Regions from separate parts of the Lactuca sativa genome. Here region 2 is linked to region 1. The links are chromatin contacts, called in public Hi-C maps. All regions are on one chromosome and are shown on one strand. Each heading gives the region's core, a stretch centred on a gene start, on an enhancer-like site or on the middle of the called end of the contact. The rest is flanking DNA. Distances are from core to core; before and after follow the strand shown.

Evidence for each region. Hi-C and Micro-C count contacts between places; a contact is called where the count stands out from the background.
Region 2: a Hi-C map of leaf shows a contact between it and region 1, with 3 times the contacts expected there. The contact joins the promoter of LOC111907342 here to the promoter of LOC111907343 in region 1. A contact is called at or near these places in 3 of 4 Hi-C or Micro-C datasets (leaf and seed).

Annotation. Positions count from the first base shown.
Region 1 is chr3:23,453,394-23,459,711 of Lsat_Salinas_v11, reverse strand. It overlaps LOC111907343 (MND1-interacting protein 1), which reads left to right and starts at 4,104. Exons shown (of 3, transcript XM_023903110.3): 1 at 4,104-4,258; 2 at 4,380-6,003. The coding sequence starts at 4,390.
Region 2 is chr3:23,607,682-23,613,999 of Lsat_Salinas_v11, reverse strand. It overlaps LOC111907342 (protein LOL1), which reads right to left and starts at 3,859. Exons shown (of 6, transcript XM_042900011.2): 1 at 3,724-3,859; 2 at 3,093-3,261; 3 at 2,617-2,730; 4 at 2,417-2,530; 5 at 2,225-2,334; 6 at 1,833-2,133. The coding sequence starts at 3,153. The coding sequence ends at 2,095. LOC111907341 (pentatricopeptide repeat-containing protein At2g01860) reads left to right here. Exons shown (of 2, transcript XM_023903105.2): 2 at 1-1,129. The coding sequence ends at 990.

The DNA.
Region 1 (6,318 bases), core at 2,855-5,354:
TTTTGATTTTGGACCTGCCATGCAAGTTAAAAACTTTTTGGACCTTATCCAAAGATTTTTGTAAACCACAAGGACTAAATTTGCAGTTTTGTCATATATATATATATATATATATATATATATATATATATATATATATATATATATATATATATATTCATACTACACCCCATACAAATCCTAACCTTAATAGAGATGGCAGCCGCCACCACCCTCCTTCTCCAACTCCGGCACCGCACCACCCTTATGCTGCCTTTCACCACCGACGTCGTTCTATTGCCACTGAAGACGCTGAAGACGTGAGCCGCCACCCATACTCTCTCCAGTCGTCATCATGGAGCCTCTCAACCACTTAAGCCAACAACCATTGTTGTTGCCGACAAAGCTTGCCGCCGTTGCTCCCAACGACTGGTCGAAGTGCATCACTCCTCCCCTTCTTATTCTGTCACTGCATGGTCGTCGTTGTCGCCATCCCCGACAACTTTTGTGGCTGGTTTCTTTCCCGACTGCCTTGTGCCACCATGAGAGTGACTGGGATCGGAGGGTATTCAATGTCAAGCTCCCGACGATTCGGTGTTCTGTGGACGTGTGCTGCTGACGGGGACTCAAGAAAACTCGCCACCAGTGTGAGGTGGTGGCTGTCATTGCAAACCACCGATGCTGCTGCCTCGAGATGTCCGATGGGGTGTGTTTTATGTGTCCAACTCGTGTTGGTATGTGTTGTAGGTGGTGTTGATAACTAGAACACGGAGAGGATAACCACCATGGCCGCCAACCATGGTGGCTGCCACCATGTGCCACCGCCGGCCACCATAAGGTGGCTGTGTGTGTATGTTTGGCTGTGTGTGTGTGTGCTAGTTGAGATTTTGCATTGTAAAATTGTAACCGGGTAGGAATAATCAAAAGAAAACTTAAAACCACCACCGTAAGGTGGTGGCTGCCGCCTTCGGCCACTGTGCTGGGTGGCGGTGTGCTTGTTTGTGTTTGGATTCGTTTGGGATGCTTGGAAATTTTCTAGTCAAAAATCATAACCACCACCACGAGGTGGTGGCCACCGTCGTGAGCCGCTATTGACCACCACTATCCGAGGTAGTAGTGGGTGGTGCCCGACTAATAAAACTCCTGTGTGCCTAATGAAACCCTAATGGGCTCAATGAAGCCCTAATTGACCTAAAATCCTAATCATGTTACTAATGGGCTAGTATTGGGTTGGAAACCCTAATTAGGGTTTGGAAAACCCTAATGTCATGAAACCCTAATTTTGAGGATTTATCGGGACCGCACTTAAATTAATTACTAAACTGAAAATGTTAATTAATAATCGTTTGCAAATTAACCTAAAGCAATATTGGACTTAATGGATTAAGTCCTTAATGGGTTAAGTAGGAACACTTAACCCTAATCGTCATTTCGTGTGAAAACCCTAATTTCACTTGGGCCTTGAGTTGGGCCTTCCTATTGGGCTTTGATGATTGGACTATTGATGGGCTATCCAAGAACAAGTAAATGGACCAAAATAATTGGATGAGCTTTAGGATAAGGCCTATGTGAAGGACTTGGGCCCAATTTGGAAAATTGGGCCATATGTGGGTCAAAACTGGGCCATGATGATTATGTGATATTGGGCCATGGGAATACTAAGAGTTTGGACTAGCATAACTGGATGGGCCTTAAGGAAAGACCATGTGGAGGTCTGGGCCCAATTTGGAAAATTAGGCCATATGTTGGGCTTTGGCCCATTACTTGACTTTTGGGCTTTGGAGTGTGAGTTGGACCTTGGGCTTAGAACCCAATTATTAATTGGGTATTGTTTGATGTTGGCAGTTCGGGAATCTGTCAACTAGCAGCTGGAGTTTTATTTGCGAGACTTCAGCAGTGCCAGGTGAGTTATCCTTACTATACTAAGGGTTCGAAGGCACCAATGTCGGCCCATTAGATATGATATCCTAGCAGTTGTATTATGTTGAGTATGAGTTAGTTATGCATGCTAGTTGTTATGCCAATTGGTAGATTTGTAGGACTACCTGTGTTATTACCTGATTATCTGTATGTGCATTAGTTATATTATATGTCGACATATTATGTGGGTTGGGTTGAGGTTGTACTGCTCCGTGCAGTAGCCAACAAACCCTAGAGTACTCCAGATACGAGTTGAGGGCCGGGCGGGGCATGCCAGACTCATACTGAGGACTCGGGAGCATTCCAGATACGAGTTGAGGGTCGGGTAGGGAATGCCAGACTCATATTGTGGGCTCGGGAGCATTCCAGATACAAGCTGAGGGTCGGGTAGGGCATACCAGACTCATATTGTGGGCTCAGTGGCAATCCAAATTTAAGCTGTGGGCTCGGAAGGCATGCCAGACTCACACTATGGGCCCATGGGTAATCCATTCGGTAAAGTTGTGGACCCAGTACATGCTATTATTTGTATATGTGTTATTTGTAGTGTATCGGTATTTTCGGGAACTCACTAAGCTTTGGGCTTACAGTTTCAGTTTTGGTTTCAGGTACCTCAGATGATCGCGTGAAGGCAAAGGCGTGATCATACAGCTCCTCACATTTATGACTATGTTTCTGGGAGACTTTGATATTAAACTATTTTGAAAACATTTTGTAATGACTAATGGCTTTTAAATGTTTGAAAAAGTTTTAAATTGGCTTGATTTTTATGGGTGTTACAATATAGAAATTTTTTCTGTAGATTTTACTTTATGATAGATAAGACATTAACTAATGTATTTTGAACAATAACATATAATTTTCTTTTGTTATTAGTACGCTAAAACGATATAAGGACCTTATAAATTTACTACATCATCCAACTAATTATGATAATGCCTTAGACCATGTGGTATGGGTCACCACACTACCGTTAAAGTTGATGTGGCATGCCTATAACCACATGATAACATCAAAAACACCATCCCCAAATCTTGTTAAGGCAAATCTCGTTGTAACGACAACGAGCTGCAACAGAGAATTCAACCAATCAAATATTATTTTTGTCTTCTTCTTCTTCTTCTTCTTCCTCTCTCTCTCTCTCTCTCTCTTAACATGTTATTATGTTGGCATGTGATGTATCAATTTTGGATGTTATAACATCTGTTCCATACCCAATGCTCTTACATAGTTTTAAATAATATCAAAGACCAAAACACTAAGACCCATGAAAACCACAAAAAAAAATCACCATAATATCGATTGTTTGCGTCATTCAGTTTTTGCATCCTTAGAATCACTAGGACCCTACTCTGTCAACTTAGTCAATTGCTTCTACATCTCAAAAAATTGTTGTTATGTACAATCATGTTCTTTTAATTACTAAAGAAGGAGGGAGTCATTCCCTCCCAACCCACAGAACCCACTGTCATATTATTTTTTTTCTTTTATTTTTCTCCATCTTTCCAAACCCACAACACATGAAAACCCTATCTTTTTGAACCCACTCAACCAACTCAATTAACAAAAAAAATACAAAACAATCAATGTTAAAATCTTAATTAGCAATAGAGTTACCGGCGGTACCATTCCCACTTCAAGAGGTTGGTTAATTGGTTTCACTAACCCAGTTCATCATATCTCTCTACTTTCTCTTTTTTGTTTTCTCTTATACCATGCGTTTTAAGACTTGTACCTTAGTTGTTTTGTAATTTTTCATTGAGTGAGTTCAAAAAGGTAGGGTTTTCGTGTGTTGTGGGTTGGGAAAAATAAAAAAAAAATAAAAGAGAAAAAGTAATGTGACAGTGGCTTCAGTGGGACGACTTCTTCTTTCCTAAGAAACTAAAAACTTAGCTTCCGCATCTATGAAATAGATTTTTTTTTTTTTTTTTTGCTTGCATAAGTTTGAGAGATAGGCCCAATTAGAATGATATTGCATCGGCATTATTGCTTAAGAATAAGTATTTGAGATCAATTGTCCGTAATGATTTTTATGTAAAAAGAATTGTCTGGAATTCAAAATCCGAAATCTGTCCAATAAGTCGATCTTAAAATTAGAAGTGTTTACCAAACAAAGACTGGATATATAGATTTAAATAATTTGATCCATGGATCTTGCAAGTCCATATACGACCCGGCCCATGATCTCTTCATTTTCAGATTTTCTCACTCGGTCACCCACAGATTATGAGAGCATATGCGTCGGATTCCGGATACAACTTCCTATTTCGTACTCGTCTGTGGTCGATCAGCAATTGAATACCTCTCTTCCTCTCAAAATCGCAAACAATCAGAAATTCAGAAGGCCAAATTTTGATCTGTAAGTTATCAGAAGCTGTAATCTCTATATCTACATGCATCACTGCATATTGATTGTATCTTCTTGTTGATAGAAAAATAAATCGTCATATCGACGCTGATGTCTTTTTTTATTTCTTTAGGTAGGATTTAATGGGTTGCACTGTTAGAGAAAAGCACATCCGTACAAATCGAAGGCCTCGACCTCTGAAACCGGATTCTGATGCAATGGATAAAGCTATGGCTAACAAATCTAGTTTAAACCCAATGAATTTCCAATTGGGTTTTAATGAATCAGCTCAAAATCCGAATTCAAACCCTAATTTTGACGATAGTGGTTGGGGTTACTGTACGGAGGAACAGTTGGAAGAGATTTTGTTGAAGAATTTGGAGTTTTTGTATAATGAGGCGATCGTTAAGCTAGTTGCATTAGGGTATGAAGAGGAAGTTGCTTTAAAGGCTATACTGAGGAATGGCCATTGCTATGGTGGAATGGATGTGTTGACTAACATTTTGCATAATTCCTTGGCTTTTTTAAACAGTGGAACGACTGTGAATGATGGAGATCCAGATGAAAGCGAACAGGTTTTTGCTGATTTGAGACAGTTGGAAGAATATTCGCTTGCTGGAATGGTGTGTTTGTTGCAGCAAATTAAACCACACTTGAGTAAAGGAGATGCAATGTGGTGTTTACTCATGAGTGATCTTCACGTAGGTCGTGCAAGTGTGATGGAGATCCCTATTGCTTCAAATGCTAATGGGGATGGTTATGGCAATACTGAGTCCAGCAATCCTGTTGTGAACAATGTGGAGAAGGTGAATGATGATTCAGTTGGTGTGACTCCTGCTTTATGCAGATTTCATGGTGGGTGGGGTTTTGGAAATGGGGGAACATCTGATTTCCCTGTAAACCGGTTTCTATCATATGCTGCTTCAGAAATGAGTTTGCAAAGGGAGATCGAGTGTCCAAAGAGGTTCAATCTTACACCTTCTATGAAGATGCTTTTGAAAAGAAATGTAGCAATGTTTGCTGCAGGATACAGAGCAACTGCTAAAGACACACAGGTTGGTTCAACTTCTTTATCCAATGGGCATTCATCATCTGTAGTTGAAACCACAAGTGGTGAAGTTGAAAAAACCGAGGAGACACAGAGCACGAAGAATCAAGAAGTGGTTAACATGATGCTGAGTAAGTTTCGTGATCTGAATCTTGAAGGGGACATGGAATATGTTCCCGAGGATCAAAAGGATGAAATGATCTTGAGTTTAATGCATCAGATTAAAGATCTTGAGAGACAAGTGAAGGAAAGGAAGGAATGGGCACATCAGAAAGCAATGCAAGCAGCAAGAAAGCTGAGTCATGATCTTACTGAATTAAAGATGTTGAGAATGGAAAGGGAGGAAACACAACGTATGAAACAGGGGAAACCAGGTGCTGAAGATCCAACCATGAAGAGACTTTCAGAAATGGAGACTGCTTTGAGGAAAGCAAGTGGACAAGTGGACAGAGCAAATGCAGCTGTTAGACGCCTTGAAACTGAAAATGCTGAAATTAGAGCAGAGATGGAGGCTTCAAAGTTAAGTGCTTCTGAATCTGTTAACACATGTTTGGAAGTTGCAAGGAGGGAGAAGAAGTATCTTAAAAGGTTATTGGCTTGGGAAAAACAGAGAGCCAAGTTGCAGGATGATATTGCAGTTGAGAAGAGGAAGATTGGTGAGTTGCAAGAAGAGATGATCCAAGTTGAAGCAGCAAAAAAGGCAGCTGAGGTATGCTTTTCCTATTTGCATATTATTTTTATTACTCTTGCATATTGATTTTTTTTTTCATATACATTCTTGAATTTCATCATCCTTACTACGGTTTCTAAAATTTTGTAAATATCAGTGATAAACTGTGGACCTGATTCTAATATGTTTATTAATTGGTTTTAATGAGTTTGAACTTCAGTAAAAAGCAAATTTCTATTCCTGTTGAACATTCTCATGTTCTTGAGCTCATGCCTTGTGTGACTTTTATCTTATGCAAAGCTTTGTATTGATCCAACATGGACTAAATAAATATTATTCAGTACAATATTTTAG
Region 2 (6,318 bases), core at 2,610-5,109, 150 kb before region 1:
AGCAAACTATACAAAGATCCAACATTCTTAATCACTCTAGCCAAAGAAATCAAAAACCTTCCTCCTGAAAAAGACGTTTCCACAGTTTTAAACAATTACACTCGATTTCTTCGCAAAAGTTCATTGTCATTAACAGTAAGAGAATTAGGGCACATGGATTTACCCGAAAGAGCTTTACAAATCTTCTGTTGGGTCCAAAAACATCCTCATTTATACCCAGATGACACGCTTCTTGCTTCAACAGTTGAAGTCCTTGCAAGAAACCATGAGTTAAAACTATCTTTCAAACTAGAAAAATTCCTAAGCCTATCAAGCCAAAACGTGTATGAAGCAGTTGTGAAGGGTTTCATAAGAAGTGGAAGCTTAAAACTTGCATACAAACTCGTTTCAGCTGCTAAAAATGGGAAGATAATGGTGGACACTGGTGTTTATGCAAAGCTGATTTTGGAACTAGGAAAAAGCCCTGATAATTATGTACATATTATGGCTTTACTTGAAGAGCTTGGAGAAAGAGAGGATTTGAATCTAACACAGCAAGATTGTACATCAATCATGAAAGTTTGCATAAAGTTAGGAAAATTTGAGATTGTTGAAGGTTTATATAATTGGTTTAAAGACTCGGGTTATGAACCAAGTGTAGTGATGTACACCACTGTTGTGCATAGTCGTTATTGTAGTAACTGTTATCGAGAGGCTTTGGCTTTGGTGTGGGAAATGGAAGGGCGAAATTGTCTTTTTGATCTTCCGGCATATCGCGTGGTGATAAAAGTTTTTGTTGCTCTTAATGACCTTTCGAGAGCTGTGAGATATTTTTCAAAGATGAAGGAGGCTGGTTTTTCTCCTGGATTTGATATTTATATGGATGTCATAAAAATCTATGCAATTCATGGGAGAATTGGTAATTGTAAAGAGGTTTGTAAGGAGGCAGAGGTTGCTGGATTTAAAATGGAGGAACAAATGAGGTCGATGTTAATGAATGCAACTCAATGAAATATATAAACATATTTTAATTATGAAATCTTCACCCTTTGATTTTGTAGATGCAAGCAAGTTGTCTTGTAATGATATGTTTATCATCATCAATGTGGATGAAACTTGTTATTTTTATCATAAATTCAGTCAACCTAAAGGTACATGTAACATAATTTAATACTTGAATCGAGTTAATTTGGAATTAGCACTTATTCCCCCCAAAATAAATATAAGTAACTGATCCCAAAAATTCACGATGTTACTATTCATTTTAAGAAGACTAAGTATCTCCAAATCAGGACTTATATTATATACGCAAAGCGTAATGGTCACCGTTTTTGTGTATACCACAAAAAAAAGAAGACTAATTTTAGTGATGGATAATTTTTTACATGGCATTATCAGTTACTATTCACCTTCTTTTTCTAATTTATTTATTTATATATTTTTTCACATGATTCTCCCCTACATCTTTTTGTCTTCATACTTATCCATTATGGTCTCAAAGGTCATTTTCTTCCTACCATGACTCTTCCATTGAATACCACAAATCTTCAAAGATGTGTACCGGTAGATTCGTAACATGCTTGATGTCACTACTCATCGCTACGAAATTACGAAGATACCCTTTTCCTTTGGTATTCAATCATGGCATCATGGGTTGAACTTTGAAGTCTCACATGATTCTTCCTACACCTTTTTTTCTTTATACTTATCCTTTATAGTCTATAGTCATTATCTATCTAAGATTCAACCCTTTAAACCATAATATTTCTAACATGAAATGACAACTTTTAATACCTGAATTAATTTGTCAAATAATGACACAACTTTCACACCAAAATACCAAATCACATACATATCAACAATATATATAAAACTTCTCATTATCTGAAAAAAACCAAACACCAACTTACAACCATATAAATAAATGTCCTCTCATAATCGAATATATTCTTGTATATCCAATTTTACGTACTCTTATTCTTTATGATCACCATAATATTTATGAAAAAGATGATGATAGTCTAACGCAAGAGGAGATATGTAACTCTATACATTATACATATATGTAATAATACGTAGAATCTTGGGTCACCATTTAATATGAAATTTCAAGTGTTACGCATTGAACTTCTGTTCTGTAGCACTTGTTGACGCCTGTGTATATATACCATAAGTTATTATAAATCCATAATATTTATAAAAAATATTCAGAATACTAATAAAGTAAAGTGTTTAAGTAACTAACCCCAACGGACGTAATAAATTGACAAACTGCACATTTCACTGAACGTGCCCCATATTGATACATTAAAAGCATCCTACAGTTTCCACAATTGACATGTGCCACTTGATTTGCTGTTGAAAAGTTGTTAACTTTTGTTATTTAACAAGTTTTTTTATCGAATTTTAACATGATTTAGAAGTTAAATTTGGTTACCTTCTAAGGCTAAATTGATGGTGTGACAGCAAGAACACTGTACACTTGTCGCACCACGGATGTACATGAGCAATGTATGGCAGCCTCCACAAACCAACTGAGCCATTTCAGTGCCTAAATCATTGAAAATTCATGTTAAAGAAACATAATTCTTTGAAGTATGAACAATTTGGAAGCCATTAAAACTGAAAGTTTGATACCAGGAGGAGGAACAGAGGTGACTGCATTGCAAACAGCACAGCATACTGAAGTTGCTCCAACGGGATAAAGGAGAAGATTTCGACATCCTGAACACACTAGCTGGCTTTGAGATCCTGTTTCATAATACTTTTTCACAATTAATCTCAGAAAAAAAAAAAACAGATCTAAAAACATTAGATTGAACGAGAAACAGAGCATTCTATGCTCTGTTTTTCTGGCGTTTTGAGCTTTCTTCGTGCACCAAATTCACAAATCATTTTGTTATATAAATATAATCGTGAAAAAACATTTGGGTTTCTTTCCGAAATTTCTTGTTGTTTTGATTCGATTTCTGTTTTCTTAAAAAGATTAGCTTGTTGTAATCCGTATTTGATGCTTTCAACAAGAAAAGAGAAAAGAAAAAGGATTTAACCAAGAATAAATTATTGGAATGATGACGATGGTTGCTAATCTAGCAAGAATTGTGAAGTTATACCAACGGTCGGAGTTGTAAGTGGCGCAGGAGGAGTTGGATATGGAGCTAGAGGAACTGGCATTGTAAATCTGTGAAAAAAAGTCTACTCTTTTCACTTTCAAGATCTCAAGAAGATTACAACTCTTGAAGCATGAAGTACAAGTCCTTTCATTCCTTTCTCATCATCTACCTAAGAAAATCAAGAAAGGCAAAGACATGTTAAGCAAGATAAAGTCAGTGTTTAATGAAACAGAGTATTAATGTCGATTCAGAAGGAAAAATGGCGAAAATCTGAAACACCAACATGAAATATTGCCATTAAAAAGCCATACATGAAGCAAAATTTAGTGGAAAGATGAAGCTTTTGCTGGCAGCATTCCATGTTGTGAACTAGTTGGGGGTGGGGCAAGCACACACACCTTTGCTAGTTTTTGCAGAGGAGAGAGAGAGAGAGAGAGAGAGAGAGAGAGAGAGAGAGAGAGAGAGAGAGAGAGAGAGAGAGAGAGAGAGAGAGAGAGAGAGAGAGAGAGAGAGAGAGAGAGAGAGAGAGAGAGAGAGAGAGAGAGAGAGAGAGAGAGAGAGAGAGAGAGAGAGAGAGAGAGAATGAGTTGGACAAAGAGTTAGAAAGAGATGGCGATAAAAAGAAGCATACCTTGGGTGTTGAAAGTAACAAGTTTGAAATTTAATATGATTTTTAAGTTATCTGAATTCATTACTTTAAAATGGAAGAAAAAAAATATAAAAATGGTGTTGTTAAGAGTTAAGACGTTAACATCTTAAATCCTAAAGACTGTTCATTTAGACTGTGTATGGGTCCTTAAGTGTATGGAGCATGACGAGGCTTTAAACAACACCACCACTTTCTCATGTTATGTTAAGAGATGTTGAGAAGTTAACCTAGTTTAACGAGGAAAAATAATATGGCAATTGACCAATCATGTTTCTTCATTTAATTTTATTAATTTTTTTATAACGATTTAGTTGAAAAAAAAAAATAATAAAGTGGTTTGGTGGTATGATTATCATTTCATTATGAGGTAGCAAAGAAAAACAAAAGGTGTTATAACTTGGATCCATGCCCGAGAGTAATGGAAAGTTGTCCTCAAAATTTCGTTAATAATATAATGAAATTGAAGTTTGTATTAGAAAATAATTCTTAAATGACATAAAGATATAAATGACATTTAACAGAATGATTTTAATATTATAAAACAAATACGTAATAATATAATGAAATTGAAGTTTGTATTAGAAAATAATTCTTAAAGTATCTATGTCTAAATGATATTTCTTCTGTCAAATATAATATTCGTAATATTATAACAAAACTTCATATGACATGTTAGTAAGTAATTGGATAACATTTATCTCCGATTCCAATTCATTTTGAATTTAATAAATATTGATTATACTAATATTTTATTCTATTTTTAAGATAAAACTTAAACAACGTAAACTAAAAACATAAAAAGAACTATTAAAAGTTAACATTAAGTTATAAATATAACTATGTTTTAGTTGAAATTCAATATAAGAATAAACTTTTATAAATTAATAGAGAATATATTTGAAAAAAAAAAAACTTAATAACCTTGTTGAAACGCTATATTGGATATATTTTTATAAAACTAGCTCATAAGTTGATTTTTTATTTTAAAACATGACAGTTTAAAAAAACACGAAAAATATATTAGTTATAACATGCCAAACATAGTTTCTAGTAAATACGCACATAGAATTGCGCGCAACCGGTTTTAGGTTACCCTACTATCATTTATGTTGGTAGGAGTCTAGGACCCGCACAAAATATCATGTACATATCATACAATTGTTTTTAATAATGACTATCGTGTAGTAAAAGTTGAAACAGAACTCAAAGCCTCTAAATAAAGTCCTATTAATCTTCATAATAATATTACGTGTAACAATAATAGGTGAATAATTTGTCTATTAATGGGGTACATTGATTGCAAAAGTTGCATAGTACGACATACTATGCAAAAGTTAAAATAAATGGATGTGTAGTATATTTGACTTGTATTTTTGCTATAATTTTAAACGAGTTGTACTTTGTATAGTTTGTATATGTTGAAAATGATAATTTGTTAGATATGTATAATAGGAATTATGAATGTATACAAGTTAATTTTGTAAATTAAATCCAAATATTAAAACTATTTTTTATAGATAAATATAGATTTCAGTATAAATATAAACTACATGGTTTCCTTAGATGTAACAACAAAATACATAATAAACAACTGTTTTACCATAACCAAACTATATTCTTGTGGATCTAAGCTAGGGTTCTTGTTGATTGAATCACATCTAATAAATTAGATTCAATTTCTTATTAAACTTGATAGAAGCATATCAAAAGTTATAAGATCGAATCAGATGCTTCCAATTATAATATCAAATAGACTTAATAAGAAAAATCTTAAAGTATATCCTTATACTTATTAATCTAGGTCAATCAGATTAGTAGGATATATAAAAGATAATGCATGATTTGAAACATTTTGTTCACAGTCTTGAACAATGATGGATCCATGATTGCTAACAGAAATACGTGTTGTCATAACAAATTCGCTGATGGTTATTTTTTTTAATTATACACATTAAAATAATAATAAGAAGAAGAAGAATAAGGTACGCTGTCTAGATTGGTCCCTGGTCTTCAACTTAAAATGCATTTAAGATTTTAATATTGCATGCCACTGAGTCACTTGGCACGTGAGAGATTTCGTAAGCCATAGGTTCCTTCTCATGGGACATCGAACAACTAGGATTTATCCAAGTCATTATGCACCCCAAACAATTAAAAATTTATTACTAAGTACCTAATATTGGTAAAAAAATGTACAACTGGTCCCTATCTTTTAGGGAAACTGTATCTCTGACTACCTGCACTTTAAACAACATCGGGTAACGTCCAAAATTTAATGGTTTTATCTACCCGTCTTTAAAATGGTCATAAATTCATTGCTATGCAACCGAATGAAAATAAAGAATTGTTTCTCAATCAATTTCAAACGGTGAGGATTTAATTATTGTGACAAAATTAAATTATAAAGAAATGGAAAAAATATATATGTTAACCTAGCTAAATCTTTAAATAAAAATACAAAGAAAATAAGCTCAATAACTTATTCTACTAACATCATCTCTCAAACTTATAATTTCATAGCAATAAACATTCACAGTTTGTTAGTTAAGAAACAAAACCGAGAGACTGCGTAGGCAT